3 separate regions of the Sus scrofa genome follow, and all the other regions are linked to region 1. A link is a contact called in public Hi-C and promoter capture Hi-C data. All regions are on one chromosome and are shown on one strand. The core of a region is the stretch at or near the end of the contact, and the rest is flanking DNA. Distances in the headings are between cores, read along the strand shown.

What was found. Promoter capture Hi-C pulls out the DNA fragments that hold promoters and counts their contacts. Hi-C and Micro-C count contacts between places; a contact is called where the count stands out from the background.
Region 2: a contact with region 1 is called in a promoter capture Hi-C map of liver, with 2.9 times the contacts expected there. The contact joins the promoter of SNRPF here to the promoter of METAP2 in region 1. A contact is called at or near these places in 1 of 5 promoter capture datasets (liver) and 1 of 2 datasets of contacts at active chromatin or transcription factors (skeletal muscle).
Region 3: a contact with region 1 is called in a Hi-C map of embryonic fibroblasts, with 3 times the contacts expected there. The contact joins the enhancer-like site here to the promoter of METAP2 in region 1. A contact is called at or near these places in 1 of 5 promoter capture datasets (liver), 2 of 47 Hi-C or Micro-C datasets (embryonic fibroblasts and retroperitoneal adipose tissue) and 2 of 2 datasets of contacts at active chromatin or transcription factors (alveolar macrophages and skeletal muscle).

Annotation. Positions count from the first base shown.
Region 1 is chr5:87,924,259-87,928,473 of Sscrofa11.1, reverse strand. It overlaps METAP2 (methionine aminopeptidase 2), which reads left to right and starts at 2,319. Exons shown (of 11, transcript XM_003126711.6): 1 at 2,319-2,565. The coding sequence starts at 2,415.
Region 2 is chr5:87,620,824-87,625,038 of Sscrofa11.1, reverse strand. SNRPF (small nuclear ribonucleoprotein polypeptide F) reads left to right here and starts at 2,176. Exons shown (of 4, transcript NM_001190213.1): 1 at 2,176-2,302; 2 at 4,153-4,215. The coding sequence starts at 2,300.
Region 3 is chr5:88,191,460-88,195,674 of Sscrofa11.1, reverse strand. The region is part of intron 10 of FGD6 (FYVE, RhoGEF and PH domain-containing protein 6); the gene reads right to left. Among named protein-coding and RNA genes, the nearest start is that of NR2C1, 38 kb to the left of the region's middle. Within about 2 kb of position 2,519, at least 10 of the 83 cell types and tissues checked have an H3K27ac peak or open chromatin away from gene starts, as enhancers often do. A contact at or near this core is called in embryonic fibroblasts, where this site is marked.

The sequences.
Region 1 (4,215 bases), core at 1,070-3,569:
GTTAACCATCTGAGACAAAATGACTTCATGTAATTGGCTAGAAAAAAATATTCAAGCCCATGCTGGTATTGAGTTATATTTCTTACAGGTTCTCTTAGATTCTTACTTAGGGTTTCAACATTTCTCATTCCTTTACCTCATTCGGTTTCCTCTTGTAGAGAAAAGCAAATGAAGAAATTTGGTGAAAACGAGTGTTATGGGCTGTAAAGTATAGCTACTCAGTTATCTCAATCTCTGGAGTGTCCCGGAAAATTATCATCCAGCAAATATTCATTATCATACTGTCAAGATATGTATTACTTTTTTTTACTATTACCTTAAAGTTTGTCTTACCTCTCTTCAGAAAAGGGGGCAAGGTAAAGAACAATCCCTTTGCAGGGAAGAAACAGTATTTTGTTTCACCATTGCATTTTAACATCTTATTTTTTTCATTAAACAATGTCTTATTTTGACATTGGGAATTCTGCAGATCAACATACCTCAAGCACCCTTTATTAAAATTTATCTACTGACCCTCTGTCTCCTGGACTGGGTCTGAGGTAGTAGCCATGGCCCAAGTGTTCCCAGAACTTATAAATAGAACTAGGAAGATTCACAGCAAAGCTTGAAGGCGTTTTTGATATAGCAGATCTTAACTTATAAGTATGTTAAAAAACTTCAGGAACTTTGCACCTAAACAAGGGTGAACTCTGATTTCTCCTGAGGTTGACAGTCACATTCTTGCCCGCACTCTGAAGCTCTATTAGACATTTTCCATTACATCTTCACCTTTGTGATAGACCAAGTTGGAACAGAAAAGATTTAATACACGATGGAAGGAAAGTATTAGCATCTTATTTTATACTTATTTATATGTGTCTTATTGCCTGCTAAAATTTCTTGAGGGAACTTTTTTTTTTCACTTTTGTACCTCCCCCCAGAAAATTACTTCTAGTCTATAATCAATACATATTTCAATTGGAAAGGCCGAATACAGAATTATTAAATTTCTGGTGTTTGATGATTTGGGTTTGGATTCTAACTCTATTTACTCCCTGTATAACCCAAGTTACCAAAATTCTCTAGCTCTAATTTCCTCAACTAAAAAGTGGATCGAGGAGTTCCCAATGTGGCTCAGTGGTTAACAAATCCGACTAGGAACCATGAGGTTGCATGTTCCATCCCTGGCCTTGCTCAGTGGGTTAAGGATCCGGTGTTGGCGTGAGCTGTGGTGTAGGTTGAAGATGCAGCTCGGATCCCACGTTGCTGTGGCTCTGGCATAGGCTGGTGGCTACAGCTCTGATTAGACCCCTAGCCTGGGAACCTCCATATGCTGTGGGAGTGGCCCTAGAAAAGGCAAAAAAGACAAAAAAAAAAAAAAAAAAGTGGATTGAATGAGAGAGATAATGAATGTAGAAACCTTGGCACTTAAGTGCTATTCATACAATAAGTATTTACTGGGCTCTGCTTTAGGTTTGAGGTAGGCTGGTAATAACAGTATAAAACTTGCAAGGTTCCTGTCTTCATGGAGTTCAAGGTAGTTGGACAGCCACACATCAAACAAATAGTCACATAAATAAATGAATTCCAATTGCCATGAAAAAAGGTTAAGAATTCAATGAGAGGTTGTATGAGCAGGGCCTCAGTTAAACTGTTGAGAGAGAATTCTCTGAGGGAATAGTACCTAAGGTCAAACTTGAAGGATGAAGAGTTTCTCAGCTCTGTTTAGTCTGGCTTCAATCTCTCTACCTAAATAGCTCGTACCAAGGTCACCAGTGGCTTCCATGTTACTATATACACATGACATTTTTCAGTCGTCTTACTTGACCTCTTAGCAGCACTCAGCGCAGGTGATCACCCCTTTCTTTTGGAGACGAAAGAACGCCCCTCATCTCTTTTCCTCTGACTGCCTCTTCGGGCCCCGTTGAGGTACATACAGCTCTTTAGTGCTGGGACGGCTTCGTCGTGAGCTGTAATTGTGACTAAAAACGCAGTCCTTTTGAGTCATAAAAAAGAAGTGTGTACAGTGAAGGCATTTTTTCGCCCCTCTCCGCGCTTCTGGGGCGCTGTGCATAAAACAACAAATATAAAACTTCGGTTCCAGCAGAGACGTCTCTCTGACTCTGTCTGGAGGCAGCGCTTATGCACAGGGCAAGCACAGGCTTTCCAAGAGACATTCTAGCAGGCTCATTTGCCTGAGGACTAGGCAAGGGCCCGGCCTGGCTGGGTTTTCCGCACCACAGCGGAAGCGCGGGCCCTGAGGCGAGCCCAGCCCCGCTCTGCGCACGCGCGGCCCCACAGGCGAGTCCGCCGCCGCCCCAGCATTCCCAGCGCCCCACCACCGAGAGCAACTTCCGGCGTCGCTGGTGTAGGTGGGTGAAGAAGGAGCGGGCCCTCGCCACTCTGTCTCAATCCCTCGCGCTCTCTCGGGCAACATGGCGGGCGTGGAGGAGGCGGCGTCCTCCGGGAGCCACCTGAATGGCGACCTGGATCCAGACGACAGGGAGGAGGGAGCTGCTTCTACGGCTGAGGAGGCAGCTAAGAAAAAAAGACGGAAGAAGAAGAAGACTAAAGGGGCTGCCACAGGTAAATGGGATTTTATGTTTTCCCAGTCCTTGCCAGGATGTTCGAACGGCTCGACTCAGGCCCGGCGGGGGTGACAGGGACTGGGGAGTCAACTCTGGGCTGATGCCCAGGACGGAACGTATGTCCAGGTCGGCCTGCAGATTCCCAGTCCCGGGGAGAGGCAGCTTCTCCCGTGAGACTAGGTAGGTGGTGGAGTTGGGGTGGAGGAGAAGAGGGTGCCTCAGCTTATCTGGGGTCGCTGGGCCGGAACCCCTATATTGTCGGAGCTCAGCTCCCACGCAGACGGTGCAACGGACCTGAAGCCGGGCACAGGGCCCAGCCCGCCCACCTTCCTTGAGGATTGGTCTCAAACTGGTTCTGACCCATACTGCCGCCTCTTTGCTGGAGCAGCGTGGGGACGCCTTTTCGTCGAGGATGGGGGTGAAGTGGACAAGTCTTAATACCTCGACGCACCTCCCCCCACCATCCCAGTTTACTGAGGGAATTTTGTGGCGGGCTGCACTTTCAGGACCTGTATGTGTGTGAATGCCCACGCGCCCTTGTCACTGAGTAGTAATAGCAAGATGTGCGGTGGTGGTGCGAATCTTCACCTGCCTAATCTCGTTTAGGATCCTGAAGCTTTTGGGCTTCTAGGCCTGAATTATTATGCCACTTGTAGGCGGTCTAGGTAGGATAATCTGTGGGTCCTAATGGAACTCCTCTAAATCCACTGGTAAAGTAAGGAAAACAGCTGGGGGATTACACTTGGACTGTATTATGAGTTAGAAACTTTTTTGAGAAGTCACTGTTTTTGTTGCATCAAGGCATTTTAGGAAAAATTATTTGTTCTGTTTCTCACTAAAATCAGCTACAGAAAGCATGAGAGAAAAATGGAAGGATAAAAATGATGAACGTGGAATTGAGAGCGGTTACAGAGGGTTAATCTATATCTTTCTGAAATTTTAAATAAATGGGAGTTGAGGAGGCATAGTTGCAGGGGCTGGGACACTTCCATAGCAAAATGGAATCCCAGGACGTAGTCTTGTGGTTGTTCCTCTTTTTTAGATTAAATCCAGACTTTTCCATTGTACTTTAAGGTGTTCAGCAGTCTGACCCTAATATTTTTAACAGTTGTATCTCTCAGTAGGAAATCTTTTTTTTTTTTTCTTTTTTTTCTTTTTTGCTTTTTAGGGCTGCCCTCTCGGCAAATATAAGTTCCCCAGCTAGGGGTCAAATTGGAACCTCAGCCACAGCAACGCAAGATCCGAGTTGCATTTGCGACCTACACCACAGCTCACGGCAATGCCGGATCCTTAACCCGCTGAGGGAGGCCAGGGATCGAACCTGCAACCACGTGGTTCCTAGTCAGATTTGTTTCCGCTGTGCCAGGACAGGGAACTCCTTAGTATGAATTCTTTACTGGCCAGAATGTCATTTCATTATGTGCTACCTGGTGAAACTACCTCTTTGCGCACACACATACTCCTCCTATAGCTAGGTTGTAATTATTTCCGGCATAGGGCCTGGTCTTGTGCTTAGCTGTTTGAGAGTTTTGTTTATTAGCAATGGAATATCTTTCCTTGTTTATTTTGATTTTACCCAGTGCACCTTGACACAACTTCTTTCTTCATGAACTTCCAAAGTCCCCAGGGTCCTACAGAAATCTTCTTA
Region 2 (4,215 bases), core at 927-3,426, 300 kb after region 1:
GGCATTACTGCAGCTGCAGCTCAGATTAGGTCTCTGGCCCTCAAACTTTCATATGACGTGAGTGCAGCCAAAAAAGAAAAAAAAAACTGCAAGTGCCTGTGTTACAATAAATAGTATACCCCAAAAGTTAATAGTTGTTTCTGCGATTGGTGATACCAGTGATTTTTTTAGAAATTATATATTTTCCAAATTCTCACAAAATATATGTGTAGCATTTATGATTAGAAAAATGTCAATGACCTTATATCCACTTTGTTTTCTAATAAGATTAAGACTACAAAAGGAGAAAAAAAACAACTTTAAACCCAACTATCTTTTCAAAGATTACAGCCATATTTTGTTTCACTTTGCTGAGAAAACAGAAAAAAAAATCAGAGTTCTGAAGTATATATTGAGCTTTTAAAAGGTAACTTAATTATTAAGTTAAAAAAGCAGTTTTTCAGGTTGTAACCCAGCTGTGTGGTGCTGAGCAAGTTAGCTACCTGATGAGCCTATTTCCTTATCTCTAAAATGGAGCTATAACCACCAAATCATAGACTTTGTGGTACGATTTCCATAACAATTGTGAAGAAGCCTGGCATAGCGGAAGAAATCAAAGCCTGTACAAAGGCTAAATATTCGTTAAATGACCAAAGGACTAAGGAGAAAATCCACTGAATTTTGGCTTAAATAATTTCAACTGTTTGGCATAAACGACACTAGAGCAAAATTACTGCGCTTTCCTGGTGTTCTTTATCATTTAGATGGACACCATTAAAGTAAAATTAAGATCTACCAAACCCTTACATAGCCAAGGATAGTTCCAGCCTCTTTCACATTAATTACTATCTCACAGCCTTGCAGATAGAACTGTTTTTAAAGCCACATGAAACTGAGGAAGCAAACGCCTTCGGGAGTTAAGAAACTGCCCAATACCATTCCCACGTGATAGACGTTCTAAACTCAGACTGCCTCTAAAGTCTTAGCCACTACTCCACAATACCGCAACATTTAAATCTCAATTTTTTCTTCTTTCTTCTTATTTGTCTTTTTGTCTTTTCAAGGGCCGCTGCCGTAGCATATGGAGGTTCCCAGGCTAGGGGTCTAATCCGAGCTATTGCTACCGGCCTACACCACAGCCACAGCAATGTAGGATCGCAGCCGGATTGTGACCTACACCACAGCTCACGGCAACGCCGGACCCTTAACCTCCTTAACCCGCTGAGCAAGGCCAGGGATAGAACCCGCAACCTCATGGTTCCTAGTCGGATTTGTTAACCACTGAGCCACGACGGGAACTCCATAAATTTCAATTTCAAATTCAACTCCTTAGGGCTGCAAAAACAAAAAACAAAAAAGAAAAAAAAATTTTTTTAAAAGAATGTATATATGTGTATGATTGTGTCATTTTGCTGTACAACAGAAACTGGCACAATGTTGTAATTCAGCTATACTGAATTTATATGCAATTTATTTATAATATATATTACATGTATATAAATTTATATCCAAAATGTTTTAGATATATATATATTTGAAAAAAATAAATCCAGTATGAGGACTGTAGTGGGCCTCTGCTCGCAAAGCACAAGAAACAGGTGGACCGGGAGGCCACCACACCGTATTTTAGTCTCTGTCTGACCTCATCTGAAAAATATTCTGCAGTTGACTTTCTTCCGGTGCGTTTCACCTCCTTAAGTCTATCTAGTCTTGCTTCTTCCACTTCCTCTGAGATGGGGTGAAATGAGCACTACAGAATAGAGAGCCATCAGGTAGAACGGGACTGTGGCAGAGGAGTCCCCATGGCTCAGGATCTGTGGGAAAATGAAGAAGAAACTTGAGAGCCCCGAGCTCGTTTTCCCAGGTGTGCAAAGCCAAAGGAAACTCCACCAGCCAAGTTGGCGAGAAATCACGTCCATTCTGCAGGACAGACAGCAAACCCTCGAGGCAGGCGAGCAAACAGGCAACTCGAGCCACCTCTCTGCCTTTGCAGTGCCGCAGGTATCAGACCCATGCTGCTGAAGGTTTCCTATTTCCTGCCCCCGCCGGGAAGGCGCTCGGAAACTCGAGCCTGCTGGTTGCCAGGAGACAGGCCCCAGTCACTTCCGCCAATCAGCACGCATCTTTTTGCATCCAATCACAGAAGCCGGAAGAGCCGTAGTCGGAGGGGAAAGGTCACGCTGCTATTTGGCGGCCATTTCTCTGGAAGCTTGGTGGCTGGGAAGTTGCTGTAGCCAACTCCAGTCCACGAGGGCCGGACGGCGCTGAGTCGGCGGCGGGTAGTCTGCAGCATCTGCCCACTACAGCAGCAGTAGTCGCGATGGTAAGGAGAAAGAGAAGGTCAGAGTCGCCCGTGTGGGGGAGAGAGAGAGAGAGAGAGGGCGGGAGGGCGGGTGACCAGCTTCGCCGGGCCTTCGCGCGTTTCCCATTCATCCGCGTGAGGCCCCGCGCAGCCTGTGGCCAGCCCCTTTCTGCCAGTTCTGGGTGTCTGACGCACGCCCTCCTTCCCCTCCCTAGGAATGTCCCCTTCCCCCTCTTCTTCGTTTGAATCTGAGCCTGAGCTGCTCTTGCTGCCTGGGACCACAGAGTTGGAGTAAAGATGAAGCGGTTTTTCACGTACAGCTTACAGCACTCCAAAATCCGCTTTTGTCTGGTGATGCTGGGAAGCCCTGCAGCCCTTTGGAATACTGAGCCCGAGCTTTGAGCATTCATTTGTTCTCTTAGCAAATTTTTACTGAGCTCCTGCTACCTGTCAGGTGTGTTCTAGGAACTAGGACTATAGGGCGAGAAGTACTGGTGTGGCCCCTGCTCCAGTTTAAGTCGGTGTGAGAGAGAGAGAGACATTGATCAAATAACGACAAATACATAATTTCAAATAAAGTTAGTGCTAAGGAGGAAGCACACAGGATGCTATGAGGGGGTACCATGCTACGTTAGAAGTGTTTAAGGATGGCATCTTTGGGAGAAGGGATTTAACCTGAAACTTAAACGATATGAAATACACACCCTTAAAGAGGCGGAAGAGTGTATACACCAAGCTCAGGAAACATGAGCATAGACTCTGAGCCTCGAAAGAAAGCCTGACCAGTTGGAGGAATTGAGAGAAAGCCACAGCTGCTTGCTAGGATGGAGTGTTGGGCAAGTATTAGGCAGTTTTAGGAGGTCTGAGTTCTACTCCCGGGTCTACTTTGGAAAGCCATCAAAACATTTTAGGTAGAGATATGATGTGATAAAAAATACTTGCCGTGTGGCTAATAAATTGGAGAAAGAAAAGAGTGAAGACCATAGAACTATTTGAGATCACTCTGAGTATGCTTATCCTAGAGGGGTTTAGTAGCCAAGTTTCTTGGTTCTTTTCTCTCTTTGGGTGGATGGGCCAACAGATGAAGGAAGGGGGAAAAGTCTGAATTCGTTGGAGATACTGTTGCATTTGCTGAATAAACAAACATTAAGTGATTGATTGCCTATATGTAGGAGTCACTGCTAAGTCAAATAAGATCCAGGCCTACCTTTTCATAGTGAGAGACTCAATTATGATCTGCCCCTGCCTCTTCAGTAACTTCATACAAAACTAACTTTTATGTCCCTGAGATCACCTTGCCGAGTCATTCTTCCCTCCTTTTGCATAGGTAGCCTCCTCTGCCTAGAATAGCCTCTTTCCCTCTGGAAATATCTGTCATCCTTTAAAACAGGCATTTACTTACTTCAGGCAACTCTTCCATTTCTCTTAACACTGGATTGTTTGGTATCATGTAATAGCATTCTCCTCTTACTACATTACAAAGTAATTGCCCACTCGTGTATGTTTTGACCCTTCCCTCCCACTGTAGGTCTCTTAAGGACAGGGACTGTCATCTGCCTTTTTTTTTTTTTTTCTTTTTTTTCTATTGCCTTTTCCTTGGTTTCATTATATTTTTGGAACAGTGAGTGAATGTTTCTTAAGTGAACATTGAATAAGTCTTGATGGGGTTGATGAAATTGACTGGCTGGATATTTCTTTGAAGTTCTTCCACAAATAAAAGTGAAAATTATGTAATAACGTGAGATGGAGTCAAGAGTTTGCTTCATTTGGATACCACAGCATATTGGTAATTTGGCAGAAAAGAGTAGGTAATAGAAACCAAGCTAAAGAAACTTATTCAGTTGGGTTCTTTTTTTGTTTTTGTTTTGCAGAGTTTGCCTCTCAATCCCAAACCTTTCCTCAATGGGTTAACAGGGAAGCCAGTGATGGTGAAA
Region 3 (4,215 bases), core at 1,270-3,769, 270 kb before region 1:
TGTAGGTCGCAGACGCGGCTCGGATCCCGCGTTGCTGTGGCTGTGGTATAGGCCGGTGGCTACAGCTCCGATTCAACCCGTAGCCTGGGAACCTCCATATGCCGCCGGAGCGGCCCAAGAAATAGCAACAACAACAACAACAAAAAAGACAAAAAAAAAAAAAACAAAAAAAACATAAAACACTAAAGGCAGAGTTCCCTGGTAGCCTAGTATTCAGAATCCGGCGTGGTCACTGCTGTGGCTCGGATCTGATCCCTGGCCTGGGAACTTTCACATGCTGTGGGTGTGGCCAAAAAAAAGAGAAAGACGGAATGCATTTTTATCAGATCCAGTCTCCATCTAGCAATAGCACGGAAAAGATGTAATTTCATTCCGTGGATGTATGACATCAGGCTCAAAGGCAGAAAGGGCAACTTAGCGCCAGCTTTTCAAACTTAATACATGACGTGAACACACACACCCAACTGCGGAAACTAAGCATCTTTGAGACGGTGACCCAAGAACCTGTGTGAGTCTACACATGCCAATCAGAAATACCCAGCCCTGGCAATAAGCCCCGATGAGATATCCTGCACCATGGCCTCAAGCTTCTGGGCACACACAGTGTAGGTTCTAGCTTGCCAGAGACCATCACGAGCCATTTAGATCTGAGAGTAATCTGAACACACAAGCTGGAGAGCATTCGTCCAACCAAATAAACAAGAAAACCACACAAGTTAACAAAATACATGGATCATACACTACACTGAGTCTCATCTGAGGATGAAGAATGGACTTAATCTCACTCCAACCCCACTCAGAATGCATTCCACATGTAAGCTATGTTTCGTGAGTCCAAATATCTAAATTTTCATGAGCACGAGGCTTAGGGAGGACCTCACTCTTAGGTCCTCTCACGTTAGGGAGGAAAACTTACTCTTCTTAGATGTCCTCAAGGCCTTGGCTACCTTGATTAAGCGAAAGTGATGTTCCTTAAGTGAGCTGAAGAGTGTGGGAACGAAAGTACGTTTACGTAAGTACCAGATTCATGGCAAGTTTCCATTTTGTCCTCAGTTCTTGTTCTTTAATACAGAAGCACAGCCATGCACACGGAGACATTTCTCTAAACCAAAAGAGGCCACTGGAAGAGGGCTATACTAGGAAGTGCTGACCTCAGAATCACTGTGCCGAGCCCGATAAGCTTGAGCTGCATTTTCTTTCCATGGACTCAGGCTCAGCGGGTGCCCGCCAACCTGGACACTCAGGCACAAAGTGCAAACACACAAATTGGCTGAGCAGAAAACCCACCACGAAGATGTTGCAAAATCATATCATTACTCAAGGAGATAACAGAGTTAGGTTTACTTTCCTTGCCAATAATAATAATAAAAAAAAATCTTAAGATTCAACTTTCAAAATTCAGCATTATCAAACTGAATTTGAGAAATGCAACTTTCCAATGTATCCATCCATCCATATTTTCAGGGCATCGTGTCATAGTCCATCCTCCTTTTGAGCACTTGTACCTTTTCTAGGAAGACAAGACCATGACCCCCCACCTCAGTGAAGAACCACTCAGTGCCTTAACTGCAGAATGAGACTGGGACTGATCACCCTCTGAGTCAGACGGGAGGAGCGATGAAATCACCAGCTGCCTCAGGGACTGCCATAACCCAGGTGAAACCCAGGAAAGGAAACCAGACAGACACACCTGTGTTGGTCATAAGGCACCGCAGACTACATACCACTCGGGACCCAGCACCCTGCGGGAAGTGCCCTTCAAAAATGAGGAGAGCAGAGGAGTCATTTCAATTTGCCATGGTGGACGTGCAGTGTTCTGTAACTTTCCTGTTTCTGCCAAATCAAACTAGACATTTTTCAAAACTTCAATAATATAGGTTCCCACTGTGGGGCAATGGGTTAAGAATCGGACTGCAGAGGCTCAGGTTGCTGTGCAGGTGCAGGTTCAACCCCAGCCAGGCATAATGGGTTAAAAGATCTGGCGTTGCCGCAGCTGCAGCCTAGGTTGCAGCTATGGCTTGGATGCAATCCCTGGCCCATAAGAAACAACAGACACGGGAATGCCCATAAGAAACAACAGACAAACACTTCAATAACAAAAATGCTCAAGTGCTATTCATATTGAAAGAAAAAAGGGTGCCACAAGCATGCGCAACACAAAATATATTTTCTGGCCACCAGGGGGCATCATTGATTAATAAACGTTGATTAACCCCATCATCACCAGTATCCAACATTAGCAGCATAAAACTGAAACATGGCAAGTGCAACCTCAAGGGCTATGAAAGTTAACTTTGTTCTCATAGACGAGGCCCAGAGTGAAAGAATGAGGACCCGATAAATACTCTATCTTATCAGACGTCTAAGTTTTCAATTTATGGGCTCCTAGTAAGCCTTACCATCTCCTTTGATTGCTTAATTAACAAAAACTTCAAGCAGAAAACTATTCAAGAGGTACAGTAACTATTTCCTAAAAATGAGTCATCTGTGGGGAAAGGGGAGTTTTTACTCAGCAACGCCCAGTCAGATTCCTGGACTGTGTGCTGAGAAATGGCTGATGGCAGAGCAGAGTAAATAAGCATATAGAACAGGTAGCATTCCAAAGTCAAGTGTTTCGAATTTGAGGACATGTCTTGCTTTGTATTATCCAGATTCCTTCTTTCCTCCCTAAATATGTAATTGGATCAGGGGAAAAAAAAAAAAAGATTTATGAGATCTAGAGAATAGTAAGTCTAGTCAATAAAAGCTTGTTTGCCAAAAATTTCAAAATTTACAAGAAGCAAACCTGGGAGTCCCCCTATGGCACACTGGGTTAAGAATCCAATAGCAGCAGCTCAGGTTGCTGTGGAGGTGAGGGTTTGATACCCAGCCTGGGGCAGTGGGCTAAAGGATTTAGCTTGGATTCAACCCCTGGCCCAGGGACTTCATATGCTGTGGGTGCAGCCATAAAAAGAAAATAAATAAATAAATAAATAAATAAATAAATAAAGCACACCTAAAATTGTCCTGACTTGTGCTCACAGCAATGCCAGGTCCTTAACCCACTGAGCAAGGCCAGGGATCGAACCTGCATCTTCATGGATGCTAGTCAGATTTGTTTCCACTGCACCACGACAGGAACTCCTCTCCCTTTCTTCCTTCCTCATTCTTCCTCTCTCTCTCTCTTTCGGGCATGTAGAAAGGGATAGACCCTGTGCCTCGGCAGCGACCTGAGCCAGTGCAGAGAACACTAGATCCTTAGTCTACTGAGATGGGATCCCCTTTCTTATTCCATTGTCTCTCACTTCCTACTTGTTCCACATTAGATTCTTATCAACAACAGCCTATTTCAAGTTACCTCCCTGTTCCAGTGGCAGAATAATTATTATTTTGAACCAGTAGGTCTGTTCTTACAATGGTACTATGTCTCTTTAACTGCTGTTTTAGAATATGTACTAATTAATGCCTCCCTTTCAGAATCTTCATTAATTCTTTTATTCTACTTATTACTATATACAAAATCATTTTGATATGTATCAATAAAATCACAAGATTTTAAGTTAACTTTAATGAGAATATGGAGCGTTTGCAGTTAGACGCTAAGCTGATGGTTCTATAGCGTCAAGTATCCTTTTATGCACAAATGCTAAATTGTGGGCTTCACGAGAACCAGGAACCTGAATTAATTGTCCTTATATCCCCAACACCCAGGACAAAATCTGGTGCATAGTCAACAAACGTTCCCTGAATTTCTGATGGACTAAGAGACACTTACTCAGAGTTAGCGCTCCCTGCTCCACATTTCACAGGGCGGCTGAGACGATTCTCTGAGGTTCTGGCTAAAAAGCGCTCTAGTTCCTGCGCTCATTCTCCCACTTTTCAAATCTCAGTTCAATTCCTGTCCCTGAATATGTGGCCCAAGTTAGAAAAGGTGACTTTTCCAGGCCCTCGGGATCAAGGATTCATGACTTGGAAAACAGGCGATGCCTTCCTGGGAACCCAAAGTCCCGCTTCTCCTGGACTGATGCAGCCCCAGACTGTACAACATCCTGAGCAGAAGGCAGCCTGGGCTTGAAACTCTGCCCGGGAGCCCTTGTAAGGCCACAGCCACAGGAGGCAGCCCTAGCCTGTCTTAGCCTTTGCTAAATCTGGGCCTGAGGTAGCACCCCCAAAGGACTCACAAACCAAACCTGCCTCCACATTCATCCTATGGCCAAATTTTGGAGCAGACCTTAC